Regions from separate parts of the Gasterosteus aculeatus genome. Here region 2 is linked to region 1. A link is a contact called in public Hi-C data. All regions are on one chromosome and are shown on one strand. The core of a region is the stretch at or near the end of the contact, and the rest is flanking DNA. Distances in the headings are between cores, read along the strand shown. Region 1 holds the start of rpf2 (ribosome production factor 2 homolog). Region 2 overlaps cdk19 (cyclin dependent kinase 19).

Region 1 (3,607 bases), core at 555-3,054:
ATTCTGAATGGTGTGTGGGGGGGTTAAATGAGTCACACGTTTTACTTCGTTAGCCCAGCAAAGTGCTTCACATATACTGTAATCTCCATCTTCTTTCTACTCCCAAGCCCCCTCATACAGAAATGCGTACACACGCAATAGCCGCCCGCCGATCTGAGCATGCCAGGGTGACCCAGGATCATTCCACATGCCAATTGATTACATTGATTTTTTTTTTTTTTTTTTTTTTTTTTTGCACTGAATGGTCAAAAATGTGACATGCATTGTAGCTTGACATTGTAGCTTAGCGCCATCTCTTATATCTCCTCTTCGTCTGTGTGCTTCACCTTTTTCTTTTTTGTACCAACTTAGATCGTACCCTGACGTGTTTTGCAAAACGCATGGACTGAATTTATGAATAAAAATGTCTTCCCCTAGGATTCACTTTCAAACTAACTGTACTTGGAGGGGTTTCTTATTTGTAATCCTTTTGAAGCTTGAATCCGGTCAGTGCCCTCCGCCTGGCTCCGCTGCGTTCACAACGCTTCTCCTGCCAGAGAACGCGCTCTTGAACCCGCGAGCTGGACCACCACGTAGCAAAGGGGACCCCCCCCTTTTTTTTTTTTTGTGGCCTCGTTGTTTTTTTCCATACACCCAGTCATGAAATGTTCTCAACGCATTGACTGTTAGATTCCTTTTTTTTCGTCACACATGTTGCACAGCGGCTCAAAATTAGCGGTTTTATTTACTAGAGTAAGTATAATTGAGACTTGTTCTTTTGGATCATTATGGTACGGTTCTTTTTATAACTATGTATATATCTATAGATGGATAGGTATCACACCGCAAACTCAAAAGTTGTTTTTGTTTTTTTTTGTAGAAAATTGTATTACAATTCAAAGGTTTTTTGGGGGGGGGGGGGGGGGTTTGGACTGGGACCAATCTCAATTTGTTTTTAAAACCCATTTTTTTGCTTTCCCCTTTTTAAACTTTTTTTGTCCAAATAGTAATTTTGTTGTGAAACCAATTTGTTTTGACATTGCGGCATGACCTTTTCAAAGCTGAAATGTTTGTGTTTTCACATTGGATGCTGAGGGGGGAAAGCCCCCCCCCCGCCCTCGGGTCAGAAGGGGGTGCAGTTGCAGGATGCACTGAAGGAGAAATTTTGCTATTCAAATTCTTCCTTTTGCTGTTATTTGGATGGTCAAGATGTGCTAAATATATCTGCTACGAGCTTGATGCTTCAATAAAAAAATAGGCTTATCTGTGCAACTTGTTGAGGTCTTTATTGAGAAGAAAAAGATGGTGCGATTTTAGGGCAACAGGTGAAACGCTCACGAGTTAATTGATGCCAACTTATACTTGCATATTTACCTAAGTTTTATAATTATTGATTTCCTCAAAGCGAGACCTTGCAGGATAGAGTAAAAGTAATGAATTATTTTTACTATAATATTTAAACTATAACTATATACTATAAAATCAAACTGCAAAAACCTGACAACATAAACACGTGCAGTATATAGAGACAGTCATTAAAAAAATGTTGCTTTTAGCTGATTTTACATTTTTAAATCAAATGTGAAGGTTTTTTTTAAATATCCAGTTACAAAAATTTGATTAGATGCCATCCCTTTTATATCATAGGGAAAAGTGATAATTTACAATCTCCTAAAAATAATATAGTATCCCTTGGTCATCTACAATGTACTGCTGAATGGCCATTCAGAATCGCGGTGTGTAAGCATTGCTTGTGAAGGCCACGTAATATTTTACACCAACTAAATGTAAATTAGTTGTCAAGTATGGAGTAAGAAGTTATTGAAAACTAGTACATAATAGAACATTGACATGTCCTGGTCTGTAGCTCCCCCTAGTGAACAGTATGCGATGTGTTGTGGAAGCGCGACACTAGATGACGTTAACTCACTCGAAGCAGGAAATCTACCAACCCTACACCAACGAAGAAGATCATCGCCAATGTTGACTTCCGCCGCTCGTATTCACGTGGAGGAACTGCACCGTAAGAGCTCATCCATCCGGCAGGAAAACCACTAAAGACACCCAAAATGCCGAAGTTTGACGGTATAGTGTAAGTTGGACAATGTACTCCTTTGAGCTCACCGTGTTCGAGCGTCCGCGTGTAACTTTCTGTGTGCAGGACTCGTAACCGTGTGAGAAGCGCTAACGTTAGCTTAGCGTGGTAGTTTGAGCTAACAGTAGCTCAAAGTGGAGTCCGAACTAGTTACGCGATAGTCTCGCTGTAACTCGTGGTGGAATTGTTTTATGGTTTTCTACATCCAGTGCAAACTAATATATTGTCTCTGTGTTTTTTCCAAATATCAGTCAGCTGAAGATTTAAGTTGTGTATCTTGCGTCAACACGTGTTGTTGACTTAGCTGCTCGATGCACTGTTATTTACGAAGAGTTTGGTCTGCTGACCTGTCCGCTGAAAATAATATTTCAACTTCTAATAAAGATTAAGTTCCCTTTTCATCACATGCGGATCAATATTTCTTTCTAATATTTAATTATCTTACGTTTAATAAACTAGTGATCTATAAGGATAATGCATCTGTAGGCTGAGAAGAATAAGCAGCATCATTAGAATATGTATTCCTTATTACTTGTGGTTAGCATCGTTGTCTTAAATCTGAAACTAAATCGTGTAATGTTAATATGGAAGCAATATATTCATTCGTATTGCATATGACATGTATTATATTTCGTTTAGCTCACAAATGAAAACGACCGACATATCCAGCAACATTACAAGATAAACTGTTAATAGCATTAATTTCCAAAACAGATGTTGTAAATCTGATTACCTTTTTTTTTTTTTTTTTACTATATGTTTTTTGTGTAGGGGTGAACAGCACTGTGTAGAGGGTCATCTCTTGCATTTGTTTGTGTGTTTGTCCTCAGAAAACCCAAGACGAAGCGTGCCAAGCGCTTCTTGGAGGGCAGAGCGCCCAAGCTGACAGAGGACGTGAAGACCGCCATGATTATGAAAGGGGGGAACTCCAGTCTGACCGTCACCCAGGCCCTCAAGGACATAGTAAGTGACCCGACAGGGACAAAGGCTTCCTGCCCAGATGGCACGTTCTAAAGGTTTAATGAGTAGTGAAGGATTAAAAACTCTGAACTCGTTCATCCACGTAGAAGGGTAGTTTCTCACCTTTTCGTCTAAGTGGAGAAGGACATTGGCACTCCCAGTGTACTCCAAGTCTATTTAGGGTGGATATTTTTAACTTATAATGTTATTTTATGTTTTAGGAGTGAAATATGAATGTGCATTGAAACCAGAAACATTTCTCTGCCATTCACACTAAATACTATACAGTGCTTTGCTGGTTCTATTGCGTTATTCCCTTAATATAATAGCATAACAGCATACTAAATAAATCAAAAATGCTCACTCACCCTGAGTGATTGTGATTTTTTTGTTCCTGCAGTATGCCTTGAAGAAGCCCAATGCTGTGTTGTTCAAGAAGTAAGTGCAATTACTAAGATGATCAAGAAAGTCTGAAGGAAATAGAGTATTGTTGATGCAATTACTTTGACATTCCTTTGTTTTTAACTCTTACCAGGGTTTGTACGGTCATGGAAAATCTGGGAAAGTCCTGAT
Region 2 (3,607 bases), core at 768-3,267, 53 kb before region 1:
ATGAGAAAATCTCTAAAATGCGTTGTCTTAACAGCTTTTCAAAACATACTTGCGCGTCAATAATGTGGAAGGACAAGAGAAAAGAAAGAAAGTTGTCTTTAGGGATTGAGACTGGAATAACACACGGTTATTTCGCTGCTAGTGTTCCACATTACGTAGAGTACAATATACTACATAGTAATGAGGAGAGAAGAAGACATAACATCGACAGGGGAAGGGTGTGAAAATACATACGATTTTTAAAAAAAATCTCCAACGCCAAACAAGGCACCATCCACACGAATAAAGGCGTACATCATTATCATTCCTGTAAAAAGAACAAAGCAAGGAGACACATATGCGCAAGCGGCATCGTCTTCATTCTATCGAACGCAGAGCCACATTTAGTAAATAGTCAGCACGTTTAGAGAGGAAAGAACAAGAAATAATGTGTAGTGACACCGGTTTTGTCTAACAGATGTCCCTGTTCTACAGCTACTATAGTTAAGGCAGAGGACAGTTAAGAAAACATGTGCATTATCCATCAACGCATGTAAATAATAAATATGATCATATAGTATCCATATACATGTATACAGTATATGCATTTCTTTACAATAGTTTCATTTAGAGTACATTTTTGACCTCAGTGGAAAAGGATGAGATAAGAGGAGCGCTGTTTCGTACTTTTGAATTCAAGTTCTACACAATACACCCATCAACATCTACTAGAAGCTGAGAACTGCAGAAACTGAAGCATCCTCAGTGAAAGCTGTAGTCTGGGATTTTATTTGAATTTCTTTTTTTTTGCATAGGAGTTGTTTGACAGTAATTTGTCAATTGCTCAATAATACTTATAACCATAATACACCACCAGAGAGAAATTGTCTGATAAGCAGTTTGATTTTACAATACACATATGAAAGGGAGGAGAAAACATTTGAATAACTGCTGGTTCGGATTCCTCCCCAAAAAAAAGGAAGCAGAGCACGTCCCCACGGATTTGCGTACTACTAAAGCGACACAAATTTAGAAGAGCTCCCTGACAAAATATTTTATGTCTACATCATGTAACCTAGAGTTTGGTTTTAAAGCTGCATGTATTGTCATTTATGTGTTAACAATTGATCAAATCACTGATGTCACAGTGTGAAATGCACAGAGAAGGATCGACTCTTCGGTTCCTCCCAAAATCTATTTAGGTTTTCAAGCCACACAAAACTTTGCTCTTATCCAGCAGCATCCAGCAGCAGGAAAACTAGCTGTCAATCCAACCCGTCCTCCCTCACAACACAATTACCATCCCGGGGGCGGTGCCCACTTGGCGTCAAAACGTGTGGAAAGGGTTAGGTGGATGAGGCCCAGTAACCCGGGACTTTCACCCAGGAGAACGCAATCCATGTCCTGTGTGAAACCGGCATCTTTTTATACCTCATTCACAATACCAATTACGCAACAATAATATTTAAAGCCCACTCTTTTTAAAAATCCTAATGCCGTCATTAAACACGAAAATCAAGCACCCATGGTGGAAGTATATTTTGAAAAGACCCTATGTAACAAGCGTAGAGTCACTTACCATCTGTGGCACTTTGACGAGCTGAATCTAATTAATCTAATGAGCAATCAAGCTGCTAAAGAGTCAGATATTTACATGAAGGAGTTGGAGACCAAAGCAGATCTAATGTGTATTGGACCAAAGTATGACTCATACACAACCTTATTTGCAAATACACGGACATTGTCTTTGTGACATGAAAACTGAACTTCTGCGAGACTGTAGTAAGCCGACTGGTGCAGAGACGGACCCAGTAAGGGACAGCAGGGATCACTGAGGAGTCACTGAGGAGACTTAGAGACGCATCTTAATATCAATGCATGAAATATTCTGGAAACAATATTGATAATTTCTTACAAAGGCCAGTTCTCGTTTCAGCCACAAGGTGTCAATGTGTTCTTATCCTACTGCAGGCCACACATCTGGCCCCTGCAAACCCTGCTGGCTCCACTTCTGTACTGCCAACACGCAGTTACAGTCGAGTCAATGGGAGCATTCTGCAATACAATCTGCCTGATGGCTGGTCATGTGACCGAGCACGGCCAGTGAGAATGGAGCAAGTTATGGGGAAACAAAAAAGGATCGACGTGGGATAAAAAAATACAAAAACTACCTCACTTTTACTTGTGCAGGGAGGATTGTCTCACTTCAGTTTGCAGATGCTTTGATTAAACAACAATATAGCAATACAAAATAAGTCTTTAAGAGTAAAAGGCTTGCAATAAATCCTACTATGGTATCTTCTGCTGAATTTACTTAAGGCATTAAAAGTAAAAATGTCTTACTACGAAAATGGATTTGCTCTTGTGAGGTGCAGCTACTTTGAAGTACTTTATATAATCTCGGCAATTCAATTTAAGAGCACAAAAGCTTCAATCTTTAATATACAATTCTGGCTATTGCTATGTCCTAAACACTGTTATGGCACAAAGAGTATTTTAACTTTTCTATTTCAAATGTTTATCTAACATTTGAAATAGAAAAAGAACTGACAAGGACTTCAGTGGTGGCTGCACTCAAATTATAATCAAATAAAACTTGATTATTCCAAAAACAAAATGAGGAGCTATTTGTGGGGATGAATACATCATAATTTACATGTGAACTAGTAACTAGTACTTCCATCTCTTAGATAAATGTTATGGAGAATAAGTATTACATGAAAGAGTGAAAAGGAGAAAAGTTAAGCACCTGCACCTTCAAAATTGTACCTTACAGCTGCATGTAAGCTTAGTTAACTCCTAGCCAGCGGCGGCTGGTCTGTAGAGGGCAATGGGGCGTGGCCACAAAAAAAAAATTATATTAAAAATACATTTTACAAATGAGCTCCAGTCTCAGCCAAATGGCTGCAGGGTCGGAGTGGAACAGAATGAAACTCATCCACAAATTAGTTTTTACAGTTCTCTGCAGGAACGTCTAGCAGTCAGTGCCATCCTAGTAACGCAAAGGATAACCACCATGCATAACAAAGCATACTGTACACACACACATGCACACACACTCACAGGGCAACAATGATAACATTGAAACCTTTAAAAAATTGGACATCAGGCATATAGTTTGATGTGTGTGTGTGGTGGGGGCCACACTAATAGCTGCCCTGTACATTTAAATGCGCACAATCGTGTTCATCAACCTTGAAAGTGTGGAACTGGCAGCTCCCGAACCAGAAAAACAGTCTGGAGCTGCTGGCCGCCAACGAGAAGAGTCCAACATCCTTGAAAAAAGGCTGCCGTTGTCAAGGGAAACAGAGATCTGTCAAATCTTAGCTAGGTAGCGGAGTGAATCAGAATATACAGAACTGACTCCCTCTTTTTTCACTTCCCCATATCTAGGTAAAGAGAGGTCTAACCACAGAAACCCTATCATAAGATTAAGTGAAATTTTTGCATTTATTATTTCCCTGAAATTACATCAGTTTAGGTGCTGATTTTTTTTGTTTTTGTGTAGAAACATGTGTTTTTTTTCTTCAAAAGTACAGGGTTAGCTTAAGCTCCCATTTTGATTATGAGAGAGATTCTCATCTCTAGTGTAATCTGAAAAAAAAAGGGCTTTTCCTCCTGCGTTTCC

Evidence for each region. A called contact is a pair of places that touch in the nucleus more often than the background predicts.
Region 2: a Hi-C map of liver shows a contact between it and region 1, with 5 times the contacts expected there. The contact joins the enhancer-like site here to the promoter of rpf2 in region 1. A contact is called at or near these places in 6 of 6 Hi-C or Micro-C datasets (blood and trunk muscle, liver, skeletal muscle and 2 more).

The regions. Positions count from the first base shown.
Region 1 is chr18:4,716,874-4,720,480 of fGasAcu3.hap1.1, reverse strand. rpf2 (ribosome production factor 2 homolog) reads left to right here and starts at 1,804. Exons shown (of 10, transcript XM_040161483.2): 1 at 1,804-2,071; 2 at 2,905-3,037; 3 at 3,435-3,472. The coding sequence starts at 2,049. It overlaps amd1 (adenosylmethionine decarboxylase 1), which reads left to right. Exons shown (of 9, transcript XM_040161482.2): 9 at 1-1,251.
Region 2 is chr18:4,769,956-4,773,562 of fGasAcu3.hap1.1, reverse strand. It overlaps cdk19 (cyclin dependent kinase 19), which reads right to left. Exons shown (of 13, transcript XM_040161480.2): 13 at 776-3,607. Among protein-coding and RNA genes, the nearest start is that of tab2, 16 kb to the left of the region's middle. Within about 2 kb of position 2,017, at least 8 of the 9 cell types and tissues checked have open chromatin away from gene starts, as enhancers often do. A contact at or near this core is called in liver, where this site is marked.